Linked DNA regions of Mus musculus: region 2 is linked to region 1. Evidence: chromatin contacts called from public HiChIP or PLAC-seq data. All regions are on one chromosome and are shown on one strand. Each heading gives the region's core, a stretch centred on a gene start, on an enhancer-like site or on the middle of the called end of the contact. The rest is flanking DNA. Distances are from core to core; before and after follow the strand shown. Region 1 holds the start of Prdx3 (peroxiredoxin 3). Region 2 has its middle 39 kb from the start of Csf2ra.

Region 1 (7,270 bases), core at 2,175-4,674:
AGGCAAGCGGATTTCTGAGTTCGAGGCCAGCCTGGTCTACAGAGTGAGTTCCAGGACAGCCAGGGCTAGACAGAGAAACCTTGTCTCAAAAACAAACAAACAAACAAACAAACAAACGAATGGGGGAAAAAAAAAAAAAGGAAGGATGTTTCCTCCCACTATGGTTATATGAGGTACAGATGGCCAAGGACAGTGAACAAAAATTAAAAAGAATCTTTCTCTCCACTAAAAGAGGAATTTCAGCGTGGGTTAGAGATCAATACCAGCTCTCAGAGGGACATGAAAATATTATAAAATCAAACTTACAAATCCAAAGGGTAGAAGAAAAGCACCAAGTATTTTCCCTTAAAGTCGTCGAGACTCAGCTCTTTGAACTCTCCATTGACAACAGCAGTACCTTTAAAATAGGGCGCGTGCTGGGTGACAGCAGGGGTGTGGAAAGAGGAACCTAAAAAAAAGACCACACACCTGAATGTAGCTTGTCATCCACCACATCGAGTACTGCATGATTTTATTTAAACTCCTTTTGTTGGAACATATCAAGTAAACTTACTATTTGCCATAACTGGTGACATAAGTTGTTTATTAATTTAACTCAATAAGATGGTTCACTTCAGTTGTACATCTTAGGTAAAGTAATTTTGCCCTTCAGCACAATTCCAAAGTATATACACAAACTCAACTCAGTGGTAGGGAGGAGTGTGTGTGTGTGTGTATACGCGCGTGCGCGCACACACTTGTGAGCATGAATATGAAGGATGGAGGACACACAGATCCTCAGAAGACATCTACCATTTTTTAAAAACCCTTTCTCTCTTTTAAGAGTCTTTTATAAACTCAGCTCACCAAGTAGGGTAGGGTAGCTGGCACTGAGCTCCAAGGACTCAGTGGTCGCCTCTTTCTCAAGTGCTGGACCCATTGTATACTACTATGCCAGGCTTTCTGTGAGTTCTGAAGGTCAGCTGAACTTTGATCCTTATGCTAGCTGACTGACTGACTTAGCTCTCACTCCAACCCTAAAGAAAAGGTTTTTTTAAAGAACAAAAACTAGAAGAAATGAAATGCCCTTGGAACTACAAAAGGAAGAGGAAGAAGGCAGTAGAGAGCAGAAGGCAGCCAGACATGGAGCTAGCTCAGACTAGGGTGTGAGTATCACAGGACACTGACCAAGAGGGGCCAATACACAGGGAAAAGGAACAAACTCAAAACAAACTCAGCAAGTCTTAAAAGGACCCTCAGCAACAAGCAGCCAGATTAGCTCTTCACGGTAGAGAGAACAGAGTCTGAGAGGCTCTAATGCAGGAAAACAGATGTTTCCAGGAAGATTAGGCCATCAAAAAGATAAGAATGGTGGAGGCAATGTCTATAGTTAGTTATCTTGGTGAGAGGCACTGAGGCATGGCAGAGAGAAACCAAGAGCAGATGCAGGACATGTTTCAAACCTGGGGTGGGGTACAGTGGTGTTTTGTGTTTTCATTTTATCTAGTAACTTAGGTATCTTAGAGAAATAGCCTTTGTTAAGTATATTATACAAATATTTTCTTTTTCCTAGACTACCACTTTTTCTACTCTTTTTTAGGGGGGTGGGCATGGGGAGAGGTCTTGTTTATTTATTGTTCCCAGACAGAGTCTCACACTGTGATGCCCTGATTGGCCTGCAACTTTTTTTTTCTTCCTTTTTGGTTCTTCGAGACAAGGTTTTCTGATCTGTAGGCCAGGCTGGCCTCTAAATCACAGAGATCTGCCTCTGCCTCCTGAATGCTCACATTAAAGGCATGTGGCTCCACCACTGGCTTCCATTTTCTTTCTGTTTTCTTAAAAGTAAGTTTTAAAATTTTGACACCGCCAAGGACTCACTGTTCCTAACAGTTCCTTTTAGATCCAGCCATCTCTACATTATTCTCATATCCATGTTTAAAATCTCCAAGGACAAGCCTCAAGTATAGCCAGGGTCCAGAGTGGCTGATAAGGGTTTCCTTTTACCTGGATATGACTAGAGCACAGTAACACTTACTGGTGCTAAAGGCTGACTTTCCTTGGGCAGAGGCAGACCACAGTATGTCTGTCAAACAGGTTCTTCTAGAAGCAACAGGCCTAAGAACTGTTGAGGCAGAAATACTCCGGGAAATAGCACTTGCATGACGAGCAACCTGGAAAGAAAAATGCTTTCAATTAGGAAGGCTTTCCGAAAGGGTGACTGAATTCTGCCTTGCTGCTGTCATCCTTTGTTAACGACCCTTTTCCCAACGAAACAGATACCAAATCAAATTAAGAGCATGGGTTGAGTCTACAAGAAAATCATAAGAATAAAGCTTCAAGAATAAAAAATCTCCAAAATTTCAGGAAGGCTAGGCCAGGCTGAGTAGTTGTACCCTCCCCCACCTGGAGCTAACTGCTGCATCATGTAGCCACATCAAGGTTTTTCTCAGAAAAAGTCCCTTCCAGGCTCTCAGTCAAGGAATAGGGTGAAGTTCATGCACTGGGAGTGTTTGGCCCAAGCTCAAGGTTAGTAGTGTTTGCTCAACTTTGATGTCCAACATGGGACAGGAAATTAAGGGCTGAGCCCGGCGATGAGAAAGGAGAGGAGGATGGCTGGCAAGAGGACAGACAGTAGGCTGCTACTAGAGAACAGCAGATACCAAGGCAGAGTCCAGCCTGAGTGTGGGAGTAGAAAGAGGCTCCTGTTACTGTTTTTACTCCCGTTACTTTGTTTATACTCAGACTTAAGTATGAGCCCACAGCCATGTCGAGATGTAGGAAAAACTAAGGTTCAGAAATGTGAAGTCAAGCCAGACAGCACTCCAGAGGCAGAGGCAGTCGGATCTCTGTGAATTCCAGACTAGCCTGAACTACAGAGCGAGTTTCAGGATAGCCAGGGGATACACTGAGAAACCCCGTCTCGAAAAACCACACACACACACACACACACACACACACACACACACACACACACACACACACACACACACACGTGTATCTTGGCCAAGGTCATATTTGGTGACAGATCCTAGAACACAGTAGTCAGCATACTGGCCTCAAAAGTCAGGCCTGGGTGCTTTAGTGAAGAAACAGCAAGGGGACCATCAAGCACAAGGACTTGTTGGAGAGCACATCACCCACGGGGATAGTGTAAAGGCTGTCCTGCGCAGGGGCTAGGGCCTTTCTAGCCGCAGGAGGCCTAGAGGTCCCCGAGCTGAGAACTCCCTCCCATAGGAGCTAGTGGGCAGCAGACCTAAGGGTGCGCGATCCGGTCCTGGAAACAAGTGCGGGCCAGAGTCGCTGTTGTGTCATGCGCCTGCCCAGCTGCCAGCCACTCACCGAGGACCAGAGCAACCTTCCCGCAGCTGCCGCCATCTTCAGAGCACGCAAGAGGCACGATAGGCGGAGATACCGAGGAGTAGCCGGAGCACGCCGGGTGTGCTTCTGCCTGGGGCGTGGCTTCTGCTCCGGGCTTCCCTATGAGGGCGGGGCCTCAGCGAGGCGGGGCTTACGAGGAGTGGGTGGAGGAGGGGTGTGGTTTATGCAAAGAGGCTGGACCTGGGTGTGTGGTTGTGACTTAGGGGAGAAGCCGTAGAACCACTCCTTCCAGCTCAGGGGGAAATTTCCCTTTGACCTCCTGAATACCTGAATGCTTGGATTCCTATTTATGGTACCGACGTATAAAGATCAAATTCAATTTAGGAAGTAGACACTTATTGACATTTCCTGTTGATTTTGTTTCGCTAATTTAGAGTAGTAGAAAGTGTCTGTCTGTGAAAGAATCCAGTTCCCTTTCTATCTCAGGTGGGATCTTCTGCCTTCTGCATTCAGTGGAACAAACTTAGTTATCTGAGTTCTTTAATAAGCTAAGCGACTTAGGGACATCAGAGTTTAGTGTGCTTGAAAACCTTTGATATTGTGTGGGGGCGTTCATTTGGCCTCTCCTCAAAATTGGGATAATTGGGACACATTTTAAATCAATTTATTTGTTAACGCAGATACCAAGTAATGATTGGAGGGCACGGTTTTGAAGTACCACATCAAACACAGAATAAAATTCACATGATAACCACACTAAATGCCATGTCTAAGCTGGTATTTTCCAAGCACTGTTCTGTTACTAATATAGTTTCTCACATCTGCATATTATCTAAATAATATTTTCTTTATGCTAGCTCATTTTAAAGTGCAAATAATCTTATGGGAAAAGAAATGTTAAGTAGGAAATAGTTAAACTTCTACTTATAACAGTATAAATAGAAGGGAATTAAAAATAAACACACTAGTGCAAAATACTGCAAAGTTCCAGCTAGATACAGTTATTTGCTGAAAGTCCGAGTTTTGTTGAAAAGAAAGAGAAGGTGGTCAGAGGCATTCATTTGTAGGTCAGATGATTGAAAGAAACCTAAAAACATTTTGAGTTTCTCATACTGAGATCTGATGTTATTATTTATTTATTTTGCTCTCTACTATATCAGAAATATTCATAAAAGAAAAAAATTATAAATCTAGCTGTCCATGAACCATTAGCTGCTACACAGTGTACCTGTCTTGTGGAGAAAAAAAAAAAGCCTTATACCTAAAGAGACATCTCAACAAGTTCCTCACAGCACTTGCCTTGAACTTAACTGGTACCCAGTGTATGTGTTTGGTGTTCAAGTCTGTGATGGAATATAATTCAGACATAAAAAAGGATGAAGGCTGAGCTTGATGGCTTATACTTGTAATTTCAGCACTTGAGAGGCTGAGGCAGGAGGATAGCCAAGAGTTCAAGGCCAGGCTTTGCTACAGATTAAGATCCACTTGAAACAAAACAAAACTCTGAAGTGTGATAGCACAGGTCACCTTCTTGCCTGTACTTGCTTCTTCTTCTTTTTTTTTTTTTTTAAGATTTATTTTATTATTATTTATTTGTTATATGTAAGTACACTGTAGCTGTCCTCAGACACTCCAGAAGAGGGAGTCAGATCTCGTTAAGGATGGTTGTGAGCCACCATGTGGTTGCTGGGATTTGAACTCCTGACCTTTGGAAGAGCAGTCGGGTGCTCTTACCCACTGAGCCATCTCACCAGCCCCCTACTTGCTTCTTCTTAGTACTGAGGTTACAAGTGTACTCTTACTCATATTACAAATATAGGTAGAATTTGCTTTTGGAGTAGTGAAAACATCATGTGATTAATGGAGCTGAGAATTATAGAACATTAGATAATGGTAGGTTATATCTCTAAGAAACAAACATCTTCAAGAGGTACAGAACCTAGAACTCCATGCAGCTGAGCAGCTAGTGTTTGTGGTGGCTGAAAGCAGGCTCAGCATCAATTACTTGCCACTGTATGAGACAATGATCTCAATTTAATTCTTCCTATTTTCCATCACACCAAGGGTGTTTGTTTGTTTATTTGTTCAAATTCACAGAGATCTACTTGACTCTGCTCCCAGGTGCTGGGATTAAAGAACCACCATGCCAGGGGACATTGAGGGTTTTAAAAGTTTCACTGCTGTATCTAGAGTAAGGAAAAGGTATGTGACAAGGACAGGCCAGGAGTTTTCTCTGGGCTTAGATTAAAAGACAAAAAACAAAAATGAAAACAAAAACCAAAAAAAAAAAACCCAACTACTTTTAATAAGGGTTCTTAAACGCTTCAAGCCCACCATCCAAAGGTAGGGTTGAAAAGGGTTAGGTGGTAAAAAGGACAAGGGTATGTGGACCTGTTTAGAAGTATTTGGGGGGCTATTCCAATCTCTGATGTCAGGATACCAGCAGTCCAGTTCAGTCCAGTTCAGTCAGGACACCAAACACGAATCACATAAGTCAGCGGGAGCGACTAGGACCAGCTGGGACTCCTGGAAAAGTTCTCTGCTGCGTGTCTCTCTCAAGGAAGTGAAGATCAGCAAAGATGAAGACTCTGAGACCAATGAATCATTACAAAGCTGGCAATGCAAACTCACCATCACTGTCCCATTTATACTCTCTCCAAATATCACATGTCTTCCCTTAGCAAAACAAATACCATGTGACTCTGTATCACCTGACCCAACCAGAAACTTCTACTTCAGGTATCTGTCTCTTTTCCTTTTATGGATAGGCCTTTGTTTCTGGTTTTCCCCTAGCACTTTGAAGGACTCCTGTTTCCTGATATACACAGTGTAGTGGGATCTCCATCAAAGGGAGGCAGTTTGGTTCACACCTACGATACTTATATGCAGTGTGAAAGTCAGTCCAAAGCAAAGAGCAGGGTGAAGTGCCCCACATCCTCACCCGCTCCTCATTCCTGCTGCCCCTGCTAAAGTGTATGCATTCATCAGCTCCATCTCATTAATTAGGCTTATGTGTAGTACCATGTGCTGTATCTTGCAGGTTAGAGTGTGTTCCTGGTACTCTCTTAACACCAGCTCCCCTTAGCTTCTGAAATATTTTTCCTTCTACATATGGCCTTCTGGTGTTGGATAAAACCTGCATCTAACAATCACTCTGTGTGTGTGTGTGTGTGTGTGTGTGTGTGTGTGTGTGTGTGTGTGTGTGCGCGCGCGCAGTTGCCCTTGTGTGCACATATGAAGGCCAGGGGTATGTCAGAGCGTGTGACTATGGCTGGTCTACTTGGTCAGGATGTGCCAGTCTCCCTCCCCCACAACCTAGGGCTGGTGTTACAGATGTGTGTTATTATTATTATGCCAGACTTTTTTGGGTGCTAAGGATCTGAACTCAGGTTCTCATGCTGGCACAGCAAACACTTTACCCACTCCACTTTTTTTTTGGATTGGTTAGATGCTCTGGTCCCAGGATCTTGCTGTCTCTGCCTGCTTCCCCAGAGTTCAGATTACAGGGATACTGTTGTTTATGTGGGTGTTGGAGATTCCAACTCAGGTTTTCATGCTTGGCTGACAAGCTCTTTTTTTTTTTTTTTTTTTTTTGGTTTGGTTTTTCGAGACAGGGTTTCTCTGTGTAGCCCTGGCTGTCCTGGAACTCACTTTGTAGACCAGGCCGGCCTCGAACTCAGAAATCTGCCTGCTTCTGCCTCCCGAGTGCTGGGATTAATGCCCAGCTGGCTGACAAGCTCTTTACAACCTTGACCATTTCCTCAGCCTATACCACTGTGACTTTAATCATGTAGTAAACAAGTATTGAGCATGCCATGCAGGCTCTGCTTATGAGGAAGTCTGTATGTATTGGGACTATACTGACAAATCATTGTAAGAAGTAGAACCCAAGATCCATCATTTTAAGGGGCAGAGAGACATAATGGTTGGAATATCATTAGCTCTAAACGTCCTAACCTTGCTTTTTGGCTTC
Region 2 (7,045 bases), core at 845-3,344, 390 kb after region 1:
AACTATTAAGGCCTAGATGGAATGTGAAGGCCTATGTCAGATTAGTTAAGGGCTAGGTAATCTCTTACCTGTTTAGCCTGCCATTTTGTACTGTTAACTACTATTATAAGGACACTTTCTCATAGCTTGTTTCTGCTGTTACTGCCAGAATTGATTACATATTCTCATTGGATGTGTCCTCAGAAACTAATCATGATAAAAGCCGATCAAATGGCTTCCTTTGTTCTATAGTTATCTGCAAAAGGCTTGGACCCAAACCAACCACCCAGCAGCATTTCCTGCACCCACCCATGTATACACTTTTCTGGCATTTGCTCTTAGAAGCTGCCCTGGGGATGGACCCCCAACACAAGAGAGACACCCGCACCTATTCAGTGCAGAGACTACTTGGAATCAGACTTCTATTTTGAGTAGGGTGTGAGTGAGTAAAGTGTAAGTTCCCAAGGCCTCCCAGGGAACTGACATCTTACTTGGAAGAAAGAGACTTGTATGTGGGCAACTGACTTCCTGGTTTGCAAGTTAAGACATGAATGTTAGACAAGGCAAGTCCCCCTGCCACAGTCAAGTACCCCAACTAATGGGAGCAGGATAAGTATATAACAAAGATATGTTTCTAAGGAATTCCCCTATCCCTAAGTCCAGATTGGTGGAATAACTTGGTATAGATGTTTTGTGGATTTTAGGCATAGAAACCCTGTAGGATCTTCACTCTAGGTCACAGTTCAGCTCTGGAACCTGAATTGTGGCCCTGACTGATAAGTACTGGGACATATGCAGTTCTGCACAGACAGTCAGACAGAGGGACAGACAGACAGACAGAGGGACAGATGGACACACACACACACACACACACACACACACACACACACACACACACACACCTGCTAGCCAAGATGCCTGACGACCTGATTTTATTAGTGTGTGTGTGTCTCCATGGCCAAGCTAGCACCCCCCCCCCCAGAATTGTGTTTCAGAGATCCTTATTTATTTCTTGTGCCTGTGCTTGTATATGACCTAGGCTACACTTCCTGAAAACCAAACCAAACCAAACCAAACCAAACCAAACCAAACCAAACCAAACCAAACCAAACAAGTATGGCTGCCTGCCTGCCTATGAAGAGAAATGATATCACGAATCAACTAAAACTATCTCCTAAGTCTTCCTGTTTCTCTTTCTTTTCTATCTTCTTTCTTTTTTCTTTTCTTTTCTTCTCTCTCTCTCTTTTCTTTTCTTTTTAAATTTTATTTTTATTTTTTTCATACAGGGTTTCTTAGTGTAAGCAGTCCTGGCTGTCTTGGATCCCACTTTGTAGACCAGACTGTAACCTGTAAGAGCCTGCTTCTGCTTTTCAAATGCTGGCATGAAAGTTGTACACCACTATGACCAGCTAAGATTCTTATCTTTTTTTTCTTTCCCCTTTCTTTCTATGATTCTAGCTTTTACCAGGCAGTGGTGGTAGCAGAGGGAGGTGGTGGATCACTGTAATTTTGCAGCTAGCTTAGTCTACAGACTGAGTTACATCAAAGGAGTTCCAGGATGACTGATTATATTTATCTTTTATTATGCATTTTAATTAAAATTAACCAAAAGAATTTAGAATGACTGATTCAGGGTCTGGCATTTTAACGTATTATACAAAAGCAGGAGAAAAAACCATGAGGCTGTCTGTGGATGGTCTAGGGTTCTGGCTGTTTTTGGGAGCTTCCTTGTCATGAGCTTTGCACATGCAAACTGGGCCACCTAGAGGCTGGTAAAGGCAGCCTGGAAACAAAAGCAACCTGGAACAGTAGGTCACATGATGGCCAGCCACCTCCATCTTGATGAGGTCTGTCAGTGGACAAGATGGCTGCCATCCACATGTGGTCTTCCATCTTGGTGAGGTCAATGTGCAACTGAGTGACAGAACAAGGAAGTAGAAACAGACACACAGGCACAACACGTTCATTCTGTTTTTGGATAAAAGACACACAATTTTTATTATTTACAGTAAGCCTTAAACAGCACTACAAGAGCCGGCCAGATATTTACCCTCTATGTGATAAGAATTTTCTTTTTTCTTCTTTTAATTCTCAGGACCTGCATGGTGGGTTCTCCTAGGTTCTGGTGCCCTCTTCTGGCATGCAGGCATATAGGCAGCAGATAGAGCACACAAATACATACATTGAAAACTAATAATAATAATAACCAATAAATGAAAAGAAAAAAGATTGTAGCTTCTGCCCAGCTGCATGGGTAGCAGAGGCAGGCAGGCAGAGAGGACCTCTGTAAGTTTGAGGCTACCCAAGCCTACAGAGCAAATTCCAGGCAGGGCTGCTGAGGTACACCAAGAGAAACCCTACTTTGAAGCAAAATAAGACAAAGCAGAAAAGGTTCTGGCTTTTATTTTACAGACATATTTTTCTTCTAGTACTATTGACTATCAAACTTTGATCATGAAGGCACGTTGGATTTTATGACAGAATTTGTATGTGTGTGTGTTATATTTCAGCTGTGATTGCTGTCACTTGTCATCTAGTGGGCTTGTGTTTGGTTTCTTTCTTTCCATGTCATCTATCAAGTCGGGGCCATAGCACCCTTTCAGCCTCAGAAATCCAGAGCTCACTGACTCCTGGAGAAAGGGTGCTAGGGGAGAAGGAAAAAAGAAATCTCTGGGGCAGGGGCAAGACTTGAGCCTTCTGGTCGACCTGATCAAGCTGCCACCAACCCTACCATTTTTCCTAATAGGGCGTACAGCAACAACCCCTGCCCTGTAGATCTCCCGGTACAACCTCCTTGGTAGAGACTCTCTATCTCCGAGATGCACCCGCCTGCTTGCCCGACCCTGGCCGCCTCATCGCAGGCACTTCCCTGTCCTGTGTCACCAACCGGAGAAGGCAGGAGCGTTGCGGAAACTTGTCAACACTAGGTGTCGCCCGTCAACAACGGTCTGGATCAACTAAACAAACCAATACAGATCGCTCACGCGCCGCCACATTCACTCACTTATTCCGTCTCTCCCGACGGTCCTCCCTAGCTTGGGGGGGTGGGGGGGGGGCGGGGAAGGGGAAGGGGTGGGGGACGACACTCACGCACGCATGATGGAGCAGCGTACCCACTCACCACTTCTCCCGAGTGGCACAAACGGTCCCCATCGTCCCACCCGAACATAGCGAACGCGGGCTGGACTCAGACACCCAAAAACGAATGTATGACAGGGAGCTGTGAAAACAGGCGAAATCACTCTCTAAGTCAAAGTACGTGGCTAGCGAATCGGTCAGCGGGGCAAGGGAACAGGCACAATTAGGGGAAGGGGCTACAGTAAGGGGAAGGGAGCATCTAAGCACGGTGGAAGAGGAGGGTGGCTCGCGATCTCAGTTCCACTCCATTTAGGTCTCATTTTAAAAACACTACCGCTTGGGGTTTGTTGTTTTCTGGTGCTCGCTGCCACCCGCCCGCCGGCCACCCTCCCGCCCTCATCGAACCCATGTGATATACACACAACATGGCCCCTGCACCCACAGCTCAGAGAACATGTAAAGGGACTAGAAGATGGTAAAATCTGGAGGACTAAGTTGCCTGCTGAGAAACAGCGTCTTCTCTGTAATAGTGGAGTTGCACCTGAGACAACTTAACAGGTGAGTCACCTAAGTAAGACTTACAAAATGACATGACCAGTTGGCATGCCATAGGAAGGGGGAAATGTTCACATGTCCACACACCTAAGTGGAGAACTACATACATTCAACTGATGCTGAGAGATGGAGATTCAGACTTCCACGTTATCTGACACAGTCATTTATCCTTGGCATCAGGAATACTTTTGTTTTGCATACATCTATGAGTCTGAACATTTATGTGGATAAACATTAATCAACCAATCAACAAATCAATCAATTATAAAAGAAACATGACCTGTGCACATATCTCTGAATAGTAGGGTGTGAGCCATTCTGTTCTCCATGAGAGTCCTGTCAATACTACATAGCTTAAGCTCCCTTAAGAGATGCACTTAGGAGAAATCAAATTAGATTTTTAAAAATATTTTTTATTACATATTTTCCTCAATTACATTTCCAATGCTATCCCAAAAGTCCCCCATACCCTCCCCCCCGACTTCCCTACCCACCCATTCCCATTTTTTTGGCCCTGGCGTTCCCCTGTACTGGGGCATATACAGTTTGCGTGTCCAATGGGCCTCTCTTTCCAGTGATGGCTGACTAGGCCATCTTTTGATACATATGCAGCTAGAGTCAAGAGCTCCGGGGTACTGGTTAGTTCATAATGTTGTTCCACCTATAGGGTTGCAGTTCCCTTTAGCTCCTTGGGTACTTTCTCTAGCTCCTCCATTGGGAGCCCTGTGATCCATCCATTAGCTGACTGTGAGCATCCACTTCTGTGTTTGCTAGGCCCCGGCATAGTCTCACAAGAGACAGCTATATCTGGGTCCTTTTGATAAAATCTTGCTAGTGTATGCAATGGTGTCAGCGTTTGGAAGCTGATTATGGGGTGGATCCCTGGATATGGCAGTCTCTAGATGGTCCATCCTTTCGTCTCAGCTCCAAACTTTGTCTCTGTAACTCCTTCCATGGGTGTTTTGTTCCCAATTCTAAGGAGGGGCATAGTGTCCACACTTCAGTCTTCATTCTTCTTGAGTTTCGTATGTTTAGCAAATTGTATCTTATATCTTGGGTATCCTAGGTTTTGGGCTAATATCCACTTATCAGTGAGTACATATTGTGTGAGTTCCTTTGTGAATGTGTTACCTCACTCAGGATGATGCCCTCCAGGTCCATCCATTTAGCTAGGAATTTCATAAATTCATTCTTTTTAATAGCTGAGTAGTACTCCATTGTGTAAATGTACCACCTTTTCTGTATCCATTCCTCTGTTGAGGGGCATCTGGGTTCTTTCCAGCTTCTGGCTATTATAAATAAGGCTGCTATGAACATAGTGGAGCATGTGTCCTTCTTACCGGTTGGGACATCTTCTGGATATTAATTAGATTTTTTTTATGCTATGTAGATGGATGATGTGAATATGTGTATATATTTCTATGTATATGTTCATGTAAAAGTAACAATTGCACTATTGAGTTTAAGTGATTCCTGTCATAGGAAGTTGGACAATGAGAGGTGATATAATATTAATAATTGAAAAGCAGAAAACGTACAGAGAAAACCTGTCTCCAAAAACCAAAGAGAGAGAGAGAGAGAAAGAAAAGAAAAGAAAAGAAAAGAAAAAAAAGAAAAGCAGAAAACGTTAAAGAAATAAGCCCTCAAATGTATCTTCACCTGGCAATAAGTAAACAAAAGTTCTGGTTCTAATACTAATGTTAGGACTGAAGGAAACAAAAACCTCTGTAGACACTTTGTACTGAGAAGTCCTTCACCTTGATTCCTTCTTCACTTGGAATGCTGAGTGTTGTGACCGGCCAGCAGCTCACATGTCTGGGTTCTAGCCTGGAAAGGCATTTTGGAAACCTGGAAGAGAAGAGGGGCTAGGCTGCGCGAGATAAGGACGGAACCAAGACAAGGCTCTGCACAAGGTTCAATTTTTACTATTCAGGCACTCCGTTATGAAGGAAGGGGGAGGGGCCCGATTCCCGCCAAAAAACTAGGAGTAAGGTTGCAGGTGAGCACGTGATGGCTTCGGAACAGCAAAGCTCGAGCAGTGGGTGTAGCAGAACGATTGAGCGGCAAGCTCCACCCCTGAGCAAGCAGGTTTCAGGCTGGGGGAGGGGAGACTACAGCTGAGCACTTTCATCCCTGCCTCATCTCCACTCCTATGGGAGTCATTGTCTATGAATGGACTCAAGGATGAAATCAGTATTGAGGAACTTTATGAGCAATATAACAGAGGAATCCTCGAGCAAAAGTGGTAAGCCAGATGGTTTGTCTCAGCAATAGTACTCCATTCCTAAGTTGTAACACTAAGCACGGCAGCAATAGGAACTGTGATTGTGATTGCACTTACATTTCATGTCATTTCAGAGGATGTTGATGTGCTTCCTTGGGTTTCAGAATTCTTATCTAGATCAATGCATTTGTGGAGAGCGATTATTTGATAAGTTGCCTAAAAGCCTAAGTTGGGTTAGCTATAAATAGAATATTTTGCTCTAACGGAGAACTTGATTCAGATCCAAGCACCCATGTCAGGTGTTTCACAAGTGCAGATAGGTGCAACTACAGGGATATTTTTCCTCATATGTGTACCTGTACATGTGTGACCCATCCCACACATTTAAGCAATTGATTTTTATGTTATTTTTATGGATGTAATTTTTGATGTTAAGTATCAATTCTTCTTTGTTTTTACACCTAAAACAATTTCAGTATATTTTCAAAATTATTTCTGAGCATAATGTATGTAGAAATGCATGACTTCAAAAAACATCTTCTGAGTAGGTTGCTTGGTTTTACTACATGCATCATGAGAATACATTCAGATTGTAAAGTTTAACAACAAATGATTTAACTGTTGAGCTATCTCACCAGGCATGATACGTCTTTAAAATTTTTAATTTGGGCTGGCAAGATGGCTCAGTGGTTAAGAGTGCCGACTGCTCTTCCGAAGGTCCTGAGTTCAAATCCCAGCAACCACATGGTGGCTCACAACCATCCTTAACGAAATCTGATGCCCTCCTCTGTAGTATCTGAGGACAACTACAGTGTACTTGCATATAACAAATAAATAAATACACAAATACATAACTAAATAAAAATTTTAATTCATTATATAGAATGAAAGGCAAAATAATTGAAAAACTAACCATAAACTTTTTGCATTTTGCAAACCCTAGATAATTGTTTTAATAATGGGTGTGGTATGTAATATACTGATTATGAGTCTCGTCTTATATTCTACCTTTTTGGTCAACTCTTATCCCCTATTTCCTGGATTCATATCACATCTGGCTTTGAACATGGCCTTCTGAATATTACATACTTAGCAGTTTCTAATAAATTTGCAACTACTTTAGTCTTCTATATAATCTTACAGAGAACATGGATTGTGTACCTAGCAGTCTCTTGACTTAGTCCAGTAGATTTGACTTAATATTTGGTT

The links. HiChIP or PLAC-seq counts read pairs in DNA pulled down with a chosen protein or histone mark.
Region 2: an H3K4me3 HiChIP or PLAC-seq map of bone marrow-derived macrophages shows a contact between it and region 1, with 4 times the contacts expected there. The contact joins the enhancer-like site here to the promoter of Prdx3 in region 1. A contact is called at or near these places in 14 of 39 promoter capture datasets (the 3T3-L1 cell line, 3T3-L1-derived adipocytes, the C10 cell line and 6 more), 2 of 15 datasets of contacts at CTCF or cohesin (CD8 T cells and large pre-B cells), 35 of 484 Hi-C or Micro-C datasets (B cells, the Ba/F3 cell line, the G1E-ER4 cell line and 19 more), 32 of 115 datasets of contacts at active chromatin or transcription factors (the 230-238 cell line, the HPC-7 cell line, acute myeloid leukemia and 18 more) and 3 of 9 other capture datasets (embryonic stem cells, macrophages and pancreatic islet).

The regions. Positions count from the first base shown.
Region 1 is chr19:60,871,114-60,878,383 of GRCm38.p6, forward strand. It overlaps Prdx3 (peroxiredoxin 3), which reads right to left and starts at 3,425. Exons shown (of 7, transcript NM_007452.2): 1 at 3,319-3,425; 2 at 2,015-2,150; 3 at 307-448. The coding sequence starts at 3,354.
Region 2 is chr19:61,263,712-61,270,756 of GRCm38.p6, forward strand. No RefSeq gene overlaps it. Among named protein-coding and RNA genes, the nearest start is that of Csf2ra, 39 kb to the left of the region's middle. Within about 2 kb of position 2,095, at least 152 of the 459 cell types and tissues checked have an H3K27ac peak or open chromatin away from gene starts, as enhancers often do. A contact at or near this core is called in the 230-238 cell line, the Ba/F3 cell line, CD8 T cells and 14 more, where this site is marked.